Linked DNA regions of Mus musculus: region 1 is linked to region 2. The links are chromatin contacts, called in public HiChIP or PLAC-seq maps. All regions are on one chromosome and are shown on one strand. The core of a region is the stretch at or near the end of the contact, and the rest is flanking DNA. Distances in the headings are between cores, read along the strand shown.

Region 1 (6,422 bases), core at 738-3,237, 530 kb after region 2:
CATGTTTCAGTTTCTTTGTCTGGCTTCCTGAGGCTTCACAGAGCTGTGGCACTAGTGACTAGAAGAAGCCTCATCCCTGGGACTGCGACCACCTTCCCAGCTAGCCCCAATGTGAGTCAGAGTCTTGCTCCTTTTACCCTGAGGAGCCAGCCTTTCAGTGACCTCCCCAAATCCTGTAGTTTTCTGGTTACTTGTTCTGCCCTTTGTGCTGTGTGATCTCCTAAGACTCAGCCTGTCTACAATCCCGAGCCCTGCCAAGCCCATCCCCCTCCCCAAGGGACATCCTGCCTAGCCTACCCCCCCCCCCCCCCCGCAAGGGACACGGTCTTGCCTTCCCTCCAGCATCTCTTGAAATGGGACTTTATTCAGATTGCCCCAGGCACTGGGGTTCCACATGCAAGACAAGCATAGGGGCTGAGCTCCAGCTACACTTTGCACCCAGACTGACCACCAATCACCTTGTACCTATTTTGGTTTTGTTTGTTTTTTGCCATTTCCTGTGATTCTTTGTACTACAGTGGCCCCCTACCTACTTCCCACCCCACTCCAGTGTCCCAAACTCTTACAGAGGAGACGTCAGACTTCCCATATTCATTCTCTCTCTCTCTCTCTCTCTCTCTCTCTCTCTCTCTCTCTCTCTCTCTCTCTCTCTCTCTCCCTCCCTCTCAAAATCATGGGTCCTGCAGGTTCTTGGGTCCTTGTGTTTGTATATTAAGTACTCTACTGACTGAGCTGACTCTCCAACCCTTCCTTATGTTCTTTATGAGGAACACACAGGGTTAAATGGAGGACTGTCAGTGACCTAAAGTGTCAATGAAATGGTTAAAGGGCCCAAAACCTAGCCTCAGCTCATGGGATGCCCACCCTGCAAGAACTCTTCTGTAAGCCCCGAGACACACTGCTTCCATTAGGAGGGAGATAAAGTGTATGTTGTACCGTGGCAGGCGTGCTGCATGTCACCTCTGTTCTGATAAGATTGGCAAACGCTGTCCCCATTTTAGACTAGGGCCAAGGCTCAGAAAGGTTCAGTGTACTCAGTGTGTTTTATCTGTTGGGACTTCTAACATCATGACAGCTCAGCGGGGTGCCTATTTCAGTAACCAGCAAAGTAACCCAGGGAGCTCTCAGACAGCTGAGCCACCTCAACCTTACCTTTACATACCTTCCCTGGATGCTTAGCTCAGTTCTAATCTCCAGATCTTCGTGGAAGCCCCAGGCACCTTAGCCCAGCTCTTTCCTCAAAGAACAAACCTAAATGTCTTCCCCTATGAAGGTCAGAACCCCTGTGTGAGGGGGGAGATGGGAAAAGAGGTGAGCTGCCACCAGAGCTCAGGATAACTGTCTAGACTCTCTGCCAGGGGCCTGCATTTATTCCTTGCTCCGTGCCCCAAAACATCCTCTGCAACATGGACTAAGAAATCCATGTTGTCTCTATCAAGATCTTATCTTTATGCCCAGCTCTCTCAACAATTCAAATGCATGAAAGAGATGGGGCCAGCGTGCTGAGTGAGGAGGGGTGCTCTTCCAATAGACACCCCTGCCTCTGTTGTGTCCTGTGTGCGGTGGGGTGCAAGAAGATGTGACCTAGTCCAGTTCCCCATATCTAGGGCATAGACCTGAAACCACAGGGGGAACCGAGCAGGAGTGGAACCCAGCTCCCCACATCTCCCCTAGAGCTTGTCCATGTTGCAGGGCCCTAGTTGCTCCTCCCTGAGATCCACAGGCTGTCTGGGGACCACTCCTCTCCCCATCTTCCTGTTTCTCTGGGGGAGGGAGCTAGCTCAGTGCCATCTACATATTTTCATCTGAGTTATATTTTGCATAAAGTAAACTTAGCAAACAGACAGCAAGAGCTGCGTGGACGGTATATTTGGCTTTGAAGCATCAGCCTGACAGGCATTTCCTATTCGCTATCTCAGAGACGCACAGCTCGAACGGGTTTTGCTTAAGTGGCATAATTCTCCCACAGTGGAGACAGCTCATTCATTAGTCATTCCAGATACAAAATACTCTTCCGTGAGCCAACTCCACCAACCAGCTCCACAGCCACGGGTCTGCCCGCTGCCCCACCCCCACCCCGCCCGCCTGCCTGCCTTCGGGTGAAGACTTCACCTGATCATCCTAGACCAGGTCAGTAACAGTCACCTGTCTGAGGCTTTCAAGGGACAGCCCACATTGTAGCCTTTCCTTCTTTTTGGAAGAGGAGTGCTGGCTGGTCTCCTCCTCCCACTGGTAGAGACTCCACTGGCCCATAGGGGTGGGGGCCACCTTCCCCTTTCTCCTGAGTCATTGCCACACAGTGTGGAGCTTCAGCAGGGACACTGCTTTGTTTTGCCTTTGTGTTTTTGTTGTTGTTGTTGTTTTGTTTTGTTTTTTAATCTGGAAGCTAAGGTGTCCCGTCTCAGAGGAAACAGTGAAATGTGTCCTGCTTGAGTCTCTCACCAATCTAACCGTGCCTTGATTGGCATGTGTGATCCCTGCACAGAGAGGCCTGATGTCCCCATTTTATAGGTGAGACTATTGTAGATAGGAGAAGTGGTCAGTCAAAGGTTACACAGACCCGTAACTCCCAAAATACACCTCTGTCCTCTGTCCGAGAATCCACCTTTCCTTGTTAGACAAAAGGAAGCATGCTCCTATATTCCAGGATCCCAGAGCAGGGGTGGCAAAGCCACTAACCAGAAATCGGGAGAGTTGCTGTCCTGAGAGGGAGTTTGAAGACATCCTGGAGTATAAGCTAAGGGAGCTGGTAGGGCAGGAGCTGGGACAGACCAGGAGAGGAGAGGAGAGGAGAGGAGAGGAGAGGAGAGGAGAGGAGAGGAGAGGAGAGGAGAGGAGAGGAGAGGAGAGGAGAGGAGAGGAGAGGGATTTCTGTAGTCCTGTGCCCCAGCTTCTCTGAACCTGCCACCCAACACAGCATGACTCTGCATATCAGCGCAAGAAGACTCCATAACAGCCACACAGTGAGAGGTGTGGCCAAGGAGTGTGGAGGGCAGACAGAGCTTACACTGGTGGCCACAGCTGGCAGTACCAACATCTCAGGAAACCCGACTCAAGGTTGGGAGAGGGAGCAATGAGGAGTGTGTGGGGAGAGATATGCAAATTAGAAGTTACACACAGTGCAGAAGCTGCGAGAACCTCAGATCCATGCCTGACTGGCATCTTCCTTGAATAGCCTTCCTTGGGTTGGTCTCAACCCTGCCCCTCTCAGTTCATTCGTCTATGCCTTCTCAAACTATTTGGGTTGATCTGTTTTATATTTATTTTTATGAATGTGTATGTATGTGTCTGTCTGCGTACCTAGGCGGTTCAGGTGTTCAGGTGTAGGTGTTCAGGTGCCCACAGAGTTCAGAAGAGGGCATTGGCTTCCCTGGAGCTGGAGGTGGGACGTTCTGAGCCACCCAACACGTTGGGAGCCAAGCCTCTGTCCCCTGGAAGTGAAGCAAGCATTCTTGAACTGCTGAGCTGTCTCTCTAGCCTGTCAAACTATTTGTTATTTCCAAATACACAAAACTTTTCCAACCGGCTCTTTCATATACTTTTTCCCTACGTTTACTTCATCTCTTTCATTCACAACCTTCTCTAGCAAACTCGTATCTACCCTTCAGGACCCACCTAGATGTCACTGCATCCAGAAGTCTTCTCCATTTCCTCAGAGCATTTTTTCCTCTTCTGTATCCCTGATTGCTGGGCTATAACTCCAGCAAACCATTGATCTTGGGTACTGTTAAGGATCCTGTCATATTCTGTCTCTGGATTCCTCGAAATGAATGAAAATCTCAGCAAAAAGTACTAGATCCATAAAGCAACAGCCCTGAACTTGAACGCATGGATGGAGATGTGCCTCAGCCTGGAAGGAGTGGCCAGAGCATCCTCTGTCTCCCCACTTTATCAGCAAATGGTAGTAGACACCATCGTTATTTCCTAGTGAATCAAAATGGATGCTGGTACCCAGGAAGACCCTAGAGTCTGCATCAGGACCAGCACACTGCCCCCGAGCCTAAGCAAGGCTCAAACTCTCCAGGCCTCATTTTCTCATGCACGGATGTGAGCCCTAGTTGGTCCCTCCCATCTCCAATCAAAAGCAAACCCAAGACACCTTCTCTAACAACCAAAGGACCACAGCAGAGACCCAGGAAGGAGAGGCGTGTCTGGTCAGAACCCAGCACTGACTCTGGACTAAATGGCTCCTCAGAGGACGGAGCTCCCATCCAAAGGTCTGGGTGTCTGCACTGCAATTTCCCTTCCTCCCCAAGCACCAGCTAGAAAAAGTCCCTTCCTCTGCTGTGTCTGTAAGGCTGTCTAGTGTTCAGGTTGTCACGGCTGGGGGCTGCCCCCCGCAGCACAGCATTTTAGGAGCTGAGGTATACAACGTAAGCACCATCCTACCCAGCATCTAGAACGTGGCTACTCAACCTGTGGATCACGACCCTCGTTGAGTCGCATATCAGATATCTTGCATACCAAATATTTACAAGGCAGTTCATAATACCAAGAGTCCAGTTATGAGGTAGCAATGGAATAATTTCATGGTTGGGGTCACCACAACATGAGGAACTGCATTAAAGGGTTGCAGTCTTAGAAAGGTTGAGAGCCACTGCTCAAGAGGCTCCTCTGCCAGCACAGCAGGGCTGGCCCTCACATGGGCTCCCCACACAGAGGTAGCCACCAGGCCCAGGCTCTTGATCCTTTCCTTACTCCTCAGAAGGAATCGCCATCTCCCCAGGAGCTAAGGTCACACCGCCCAGTAGCCTGCTCCTGTTGCCTCTTGCCTGGATCCTGCTATTGCTGCTGCTCCTAACTCGAAGCTGGACACCCTGATTCCCCAAATCTGACACCTCCTTCCACCCTTCAGTGGAGTGCCACCAACCTGCCAGAGACCTGGGAATGACTAGGCTTGACATGAAGGGATCCTGCCTGGCAGGCAGGTCCTGGCAGGCCTCAGAATGCAGACGGTGAGTCACCTCCTGCTGCCTGCTGGACAGAGCTGTAATGACAATAATAACAGAGCCCACTGTCATTACCTCCCAGGACCATATCTCTGTCCATCTCACAATCCTCAGGGCCAGGGAGGGGCCAAAGGCAGAGAGTTCTTGTTCTGTCTTAAGCAGAGAGAAACTAAGGCTGGCATTTCTACTGAACTCAGTATAGAGCAGGGCTTTGCCTCCTAGTGTCACCCTGATGTCAAAGGAAGTTGGAGGTCCCGAGAAAAGTTGAGGGGTGCAGAAGGAGACTGGCTTTTCTTGACTTCTCAGAACCTTCCTCTAATCCTTATCTTACTTGCCACAGCCCCTCAAGACAGGTGTGACTACTATCCCCACTCTATGCCCAAGGAACTTAGGGCTCAGTCATCAAGGGAGTACCAACACAGGACAGGACACTAGGGAGATTTGGCCATCTTCCCAGTGTTCCTAGGGCAGACCCTCTGCAGCCTGGCATCCCGGGGCAGAGCAGACACTCTGTGTGTAGGCTGGGATCCTAAGTCTGGCTGTAGCTTTCTAAGTCTTGAGTCTGGTCTTCTCCATAGCCTTTCCAGTCTAGCTCGCTGGTCTCCGGATTAGGGCTCTTCCCCAGCTCCCTGAGGCTAGCTTTCACTTTCATCTAGGAGCAGCCGTGGAAAAGTCAAGACTCCACACTTTAATTTGGGGGTCTTGGTAATTATCTGACATCCACCACCCACTCAACTCAACCACTAGTTATTATAATAACAACAATAATAATTTAGGGAGGCGATAGCAGTGATCACACTCTGCCCCGCCCCCAGGGGAAGGCCTCACCCATTCTTTTATACCCAAATCTGTGGGACTGGGTGGGGAGGGGGTGTAGGCTTCTGGTCAGTCCTGGCCAGCATGCCCTACATCTTCTAGGTGAGCCAGCTCCAATCCCTTATGCCTCCTTTCTCCTCTTTGCAAAATGGGGTAGATATCCTGTCACACAAAAAGCTGGCAGATGGAGGAAGGTTGGGAGTTCGAGACCAGCCTCCTACATGGAAAGATCCTGCCTCAAACAAACAGCTCTACAGGATGAGTTGCTCTGCACTTCAAGTCCTACTAAGGGACTTTTCCCTTCGCAAAACATATAGTCAGTGTGAGTATCTGCCTGACACATCACAGTGTGCCATGGCAGGGCCTCCCCGGGGATGGTCCTTTGGGTGAGCTGGCTGACTGGGGCCCGGCTGAGCTCAGGGTGCAGTGGGCACCGCCTTCAGCCCTCAGCACCAGCAGCTGTCATTGCCAAGCCCTGCAGCCAGAATGAGCAGTGCTGCCGTCTGAGCCCAGTAAATGCTTTTACGAGTCCTTTTTACTAATTTGGGTTAATACGTGGAGAAGCCAGGACAACAGTTAACAACTAAGGAGAGGAACAGGGCCCGTGTCTCACTGGAACAAATGTAGGTTGCCTCCAGTGTACTCAGGGTGCCCAGA
Region 2 (6,615 bases), core at 1,110-3,609:
CTGACCCCTTCACTCTCTCTGACTCCTTTCTCCCTCCCCCCTCCCCCATGTGTTCCTTGCTGCCCTCTTCTCTTTTTCTGTTCTTCTCTGTCTCCTCTCTTTCTCAGGCCTCTACTCCAGTCTCAGTTCTCCTTCCCATGCCCTCAAATAAACTTTATTTGGTACCTCAGTGGCCCGCTGAGGTAGCCCCTCCCAACACAGCTTATTGAGTTCTACAAAATATATCACTGTTTTTTATAAAACACATCAATGTGTGTCCCTCACGACAGGGACTGTCACTTCTGTCTCCCTTTATAGTCTCAGGAACAAGCAAAGCAAGAGGTTCAACCTTTGTTTACTGACAGATTAAATGAGTGGATGCCTGGAGAAAGAGAGAAATGTAGAGAGGGAAGAGGGAGGAGGGAAGAGGGAGGAGGGAGGAGGGAGGAGGGAGGAGGAAGATGGGAAGAGTTGGAGAGGAGACTTTGTGCATGCTGGGCAAGCCCTCTACTGACAGACCACATCTCCCGCCAGGAGTGATACATTTCCTGCTGTTATATGAGTTCTTGCGTATATCAGATCTTGTAGCTAACAATGCCAACACCTCTGCAGTGTGTTTGTGGGTGGTTTCATGTGGTAGGCAGTAAGAACATAGTAAGAGGAGGGGGAAGCACAGCTTCGGGAGGAGTGGGGAGTAGAGTTTCGGGAGCTGCCTTTATCTCTGATTTTTGAGGTGAGAGTGGGTGAGGTGGGGAGGTTGACTAGGGATTAATGGAGCTGGGGAAGAGTGAGGCTGGGGTTTGAGGTGGTTCAGCCAATGGCTTTGATTTCTTTGAGGAAGTAGAGCAATGAGGTATCTGTCATAGGAGACACAGGTAATAATAAAAGAAAGTAAGGATATTTGCGTTCCAAACCCTGTTGTATATAAGCACAAATGTGTAAGCACACATTCATAATGAGGGAGGTCAGGAATGTAACAGGAACCCAGACTTAGTAAGTCCCATGTGAGCACAACTGACTCCATAATGGAAGTACCATTCAGGCTGTAAAACTCAGTAATCACCTGCCAGCACTAAAGCAAAGGTCTAATCCATCTAAGTCACAGTTCTGGGGAAATCTCTAAAGGTACTAACTTTGCTTTTTGGGTTCTGTAGTTCCAGTTTTGGCTAACTGTTCTTGTAAACTAAAGTATGTCAACACAGAACGTCAACACGGAACGTGGTTTTTGTGCTTAAAAGCTCAGCCTGAAAAAGGCTCGGGGCTACTCTGGGATCCTGAACAAGCAGTGTAGTTATCCACTGGTTAATAAAGATTTTTCTATTGACTTAAACCCAGGTCCAGCAGTCTTCTCTGATGAATATACCTCACAACAAAGAAGAGTCAAAATAAACAATCTGTCAGAATCCTAAGCCAGAGCAGCTACCACGCACAAGAAAGGGCTGTCAGACTCCCAGGCTTGCCTGGGAAACATCCCACGGTCCCATCCTGCAGACACCCTTCTTTGAGGTGCTATGGGGGAGAAGGTGGACAGACATCTTTGCAGTGGGCAGAGGTATGTCTGTACAGACTGCCTCCTGAGAACTTTTTTTTTCCATTTTTTATTAGGTATTTAGCTCATTTACATTTCCAATGCTATACCAAAAGTCCCCCATACCCACCCACCCCCGACTCCCCTACCCACCCACTCCCCCTTTTTGGCCCTGGGGTTCCCCTGTACTGGGGCATATAAAGTTTGCAAGTCCAATGGGTCTCTCTTTGCAGTGATGGCTGACTAGGCCATCTTTTGATACATATGCAGCTAGAGACAAGAGCTCCCGGGTACTGGTTAGTTCATATTGTTGTTCCACCTATAGGGTTGCAGTTCCCTTTAGTTCCTTGGGTGCTTTCTCTAGTTCCTCCATTGGGGGCCCTGTGGTCCATTCAATAGCTGACTGTGAGCATCCACTTCTGTGTTTGCTAGGCCCCGGCATAGTCTCACAAGAGGAGAACTTTCAAACTTAGATTTGCATTCAGCTTGGTCTCTGGTGGTCCAGCAACTTCCTTATTATGAACCAACTCGGTGTGAGGACGAAACCATAAACACACCTGCAAGTATGTAAGTACGTTAAAATGTGTGTGTCTGTGTGTTCCTTCTTCCTTGAGGAAGGGCTCAAACTATATCCTGGCTTCACAGATGTAGCTCCTACCAGAAGTGGGGCAACTGGGGTGACTGAGGGGGAGATTTGGCAGATGAGTACTGTTATCCTGCTTGCTTTATTTTGTTGTTTTGAGGTGGGGTGTCACTCTGTAACTCTGTAGCTGGGCACTCTGTTACTTGGAGGCTCTGGAGTGACTGAGAGAGGTCAGCCCATGGTGTAGCATTACTTCCTCAATTGTCTGGGGGATGGAATGTGACTACAACTCCCTTTGTATCGGAAGGGTGTGGGAAGGCCAACAGATCCCCTGTGAGGGATGTGGAAAAGATGGGGGTGACTGTAACCTGATTGTTTGTCAGAGGAGGGGTGCATCCAGCCTGTACCTTTGCCTTTCAGGCCTGGCTTAGAAAAGGACTCTGTCAAGCAAGAACACTTTGATTACAAAGAAAGAATCCTGTGTGTGGAGCCTTTACTTAGTAATGTATGGTAAATATCTTTTCTTTCCTCATTAGGCATTCCACACCGAGGTGTTTGTGAGCACTCTGCAGGGCTAGGCTTATTAACCAACCTATGTTGGGAATGCTTGGCACGCCCAGCTCCTTTGCAGCTGGCAAGTGCTAGGTTCCTTCTTGTACGGACCAACTTCATGAATGAACTCCCCCATCCTTATGTGGTCTATGCCATACTGCTTGACACAGTGTAAGTCACTTTCAAGCTTACAGACGTGACAAAGAAACACACCAGGAAGCAGTAGCGCAAAGATGAAGCCAAGGCAGGGCTGGAATGCTCCCCACCCCCTCTTTCCTTGCAGCTGTGGGCTTGACTGGGCTGAGCACTGTCCTTAGAGTATTTGGCTTGGATGTCAGAGAGGGTGTGTCAGCTAACCAGGCAGCTCCAAGTCACATCCTGCCAAGGTGTTACCAGATGCTAAAACTTCCTGTCTCTCCCCCAACACAAGCTCTCAGTCCTCTAGACCCTGATAAGTGGCTGGGGCAGAGATGGAAAGTACCCTACAGTGATCTGGGTTTCCTCGTCATCATTGAGTGTGCCCTCCCCTCCCCTTGTCTCCCTCCCCCATGTCTGGGGCCAGAGGTGCCAGACAGACTCAACTATTTGGGCAACACTTGCCTTACCTCTTTGAGATCTTAGAAATTAAATTTTCTTCTCCTTAAGATGGAAAATATTACACGTATATATGAGAAAGGAAAAGTGCCAACGTGTTTAAGCATGACACAGCCTTACTACACATTTCCTACCAAGTACCAATATGGGTTATAAATGGGAAAATCTAAATTGGGAAGCCAACTTGTCCTGTGATTTTCTTTAAAATGAGAACAACAATAGCAGCCAAAATATCTGTCTTAAGAATGTTGTGGTATGGGTGTGATGGCTCAGTGCATAAAGGCCTTGGCCTCAAAGCCTCATGACGTAGCTCAGTGGGAGAAAAGAACCAACAGATTGGTTCTCTGACCTTCCTGACCATGCACCATGGTGCACAGCACCTTTATTCCATAAACATAAAATAAATAAATAAATAAAAAGATCCCCCCAGGGCACTCTGAGGCTATGAATAAGTATGCAGAAAAAAGATGGAAATGTTTTGTGAGGAAGATGCCCCTGAAGAAAGCTGTGCTGGAAATCTCATCTTGGACTGCTGGACTCTTTGCTCCCGAAACTGAAGGAAGGTAGCCTGCTGGATCAACTGCTGTGGTTGTGTGGGAAGTGGGACAGTGGGAGGAAGCTGCCCAGGTGGGGCTGCTGTCACCTTGTTGTGGCCAGCCTTATGTGCTTCCAGAGAATTTTCAAGGTCTGCAAAGCATGAACAATTCTGGACAGATGTGGGACCTGCAATTAAAGAGAACTAGCAGGGGTTCCCCCCCCCCCTTTTCCCTGTGTATGTAGGATTACTGGACCCCCTTTTTTTCTGTGTATATGCAGGCATGGTGGGACCCCTCTTCTTTCTTTGTGTATGTAGGCATGGCAGGACACTGTGTGTACTCAGGCATATTGGGACCCCTTTCTCTGTGTGTATGCAGGCATGGTGGGGCCCCCTTTCTCTCTCTGTGCATGCAGGCATGGTGGATCTCCCCTCTTCTCTCTGTATGGAAGCATGGCACACACATGGATGCCAGCAGACCGATGTGAATGTCAGAGGGCAACTTTAAATCCCTTCTCTCTTTCCACTTCAGGTCAGGGAATGAGTTCATGCCTCAGACTTGTATGGTAAGCACTTCACCGATGAGCCTCTTCACCCACCCCTCCCTTTCTCTTATCAAAAACACTGCTGCTAGGACGGGTGGGATGGCGCAGCAGGCAAAAGCACTTGCCACCAAGCCTGATGACCTGAGTTTCATCCCTGTAGTCACATGGTGAACGTCTGAGAAATGTTGTTTTCTATTAGAGGTAGGTAGCCCATCAAAGACCAATATCCAAAATTTCCCCCACTTTCAACCTCCTCAACCTGGCAAAACTGTGTATCCCAAGGACCCCTCTGGCATATTATAGGGACATGATGGCATGAAACACACACTTTCTCTCCATCCCTTCACTACCTTTGTGCTGATTACTTCAAAACTTCAAATCCAGAAAGACTACGAGATCAGCCAATGGGGGGAAAAGGCGTAATTACAATCTGCATTAGAAAAAGAGAAAAACAAAACCATCAAATTATTTTCCTGGCACCCCAACCCCACCTCACACTGTCCTGATTTGAATTCTGTCAAGTTCTTTTTTTCAAAAAGAAATTGTCTTGCCAAGCTAATTTGCTCTGTTTCTGTTTTTGTGTACACCAAGATCCTTTTTTTTTTTTTTTTTTTTTTTAAGATTTATTTATTTATTATATGTAAGTACACTGTAGCTGTCTTCAGACACTCCAGAAGAGGGAGTCAGATCTTGTTACGGATGGTTGTGAGCCACCATGTGGTTGCTGGGATTTGAACTCCTGACCTTCGGAAGAGCAGTCGGGTGCTCTTACCCACTGAGCCATCTCACCAGCCCCCCTTTTTTATTTTTAACAAAAGGAGAGAATTGATTTCACAAAGTTGTCCTCTGACCTCCCCACTGATGGACTCTCCTCACCATAGAGGCCCTGCCCTCATGACTTGACCTAATTCTAATTATCCCCAAAGGCCCTTCCTCCAAACACCATTTACATGTGAGTCTGAGGCTAGGCATGATGACAGAGGCCTTTAATCCCAGCATTTGGAAGACAGAGGGTGGCAGGTCTCTAAGTTTGTGGCCAGCATGGTCTACACAGTGAGTTTCGGAAAAGTCAGATCTACATGGATAGACCCTGTCCACAAACAAACAAACAAACAAACAGCAGACATCCAAAAAGAAGCAAACATGAATCTGAAGACTGTGCTTCTAACCCATGGGCTTTAGGGAACACAGTCAAGTCATAGCTGAGTTGATGTCTTAGTTTTTGTGTAGAGAGACTTCAGAGCTGAATGTCCTGGGGCTGAGGATCAGGTCTCAATAATGTTCAATTGAGATCGGTGTTTATGTGGTTTGTAAGGCAATTTCTAGACCCCAACAAGAAGTTTTGTGACTTATTTTTTACTTTATAGGAGCCCGCAGAGGAGAGGCTTTAGAAATTTAAAGAGATGCTGGCTATTTTAAAGGGACTTAACATTTATTTATTTGGTTTTTCGAGACAGGGTTTCTCTGTAGCCCTGGCTGTCCTGGAACTCACTGTAGACCAGGCTGGCCTCGAACTCAGAAATCCGCCTGCTTCTGCCTCCCAAGTGCTGGGATTAAAGGTGTGCACCATCATGACAGGCTTGGGACTTAACTTTTAAAGACTGTTGAACTTTTTAAAAAGTTATTTATGGTTTTTTTTGTGACATTAATGTTAATATGAAATTTTGGAGATAAATAAGAAAGGAAGGGCTGTGGCTTAATGATAATGTATTGGTTTGTTAAGTTGACAAGGGGTCAGTTTTTCTGTTTTTTGGCATTTTATCCTTTGGTTTTTTTTTTTTTTTTTTTTGAGACAGGGTTTCTCTGTGGATTTCTGGCTATTCCTGAACTTGCTTTGTAGACCAGACTGGCTTCGAATCCAGAGATCTACTTGCTTCTGCGTCCTGAGTGCTGGTTGCTTGCTTTTGTTTTGTTAACTTGATACAAAGTTTCTGAGACGAGAGAACTTTCTCGGTCAGATCAGTCTCTAGGGAAGTCTGTGGGCATTCTCTTGATTAATGATTGATGTGGGAGGGCTCAGCTAACTAGGAGTGGTGCCACCACTAGGCGGTTCCAAGTTGTCCAAGTTGAGGCCTCAGTGTGTCCAGGCACTGACTGCTGCTGGAAGGATAAAGCAGAGCAGCGGTGGTGGTGGCAGTAGTGGCGGTGGTGGTGGTGACAGCGGCCTTTTCAGAGGATTTTGTTACAGCTCTCAGATACTATTTAATGAAACAGCTCTCTTAGACAGTATTCAATGAAATAGTTTGTGCACATAGCCTTTATTTGAGGTGAATCTGTGAGACCCCGATTTAAAGCATTT

Evidence for each region. HiChIP or PLAC-seq counts read pairs in DNA pulled down with a chosen protein or histone mark.
Region 1: a FOXA1 HiChIP or PLAC-seq map of pancreatic cancer cells shows a contact between it and region 2. The contact joins two enhancer-like sites. A contact is called at or near these places in 2 of 115 datasets of contacts at active chromatin or transcription factors (extraembryonic endoderm stem cells and pancreatic cancer cells).

What each region holds. Positions count from the first base shown.
Region 1 is chr16:21,356,639-21,363,060 of GRCm38.p6, forward strand. No RefSeq gene overlaps it. Among named protein-coding and RNA genes, the nearest start is that of Gm36224, 32 kb to the right of the region's middle. Within about 2 kb of position 1,988, at least 60 of the 459 cell types and tissues checked have an H3K27ac peak or open chromatin away from gene starts, as enhancers often do. A contact at or near this core is called in pancreatic cancer cells, where this site is marked.
Region 2 is chr16:20,827,157-20,833,771 of GRCm38.p6, forward strand. No RefSeq gene overlaps it. Among named protein-coding and RNA genes, the nearest start is that of Gm22741, 85 kb to the left of the region's middle. Within about 2 kb of position 2,360, at least 49 of the 459 cell types and tissues checked have an H3K27ac peak or open chromatin away from gene starts, as enhancers often do. A contact at or near this core is called in pancreatic cancer cells, where this site is marked.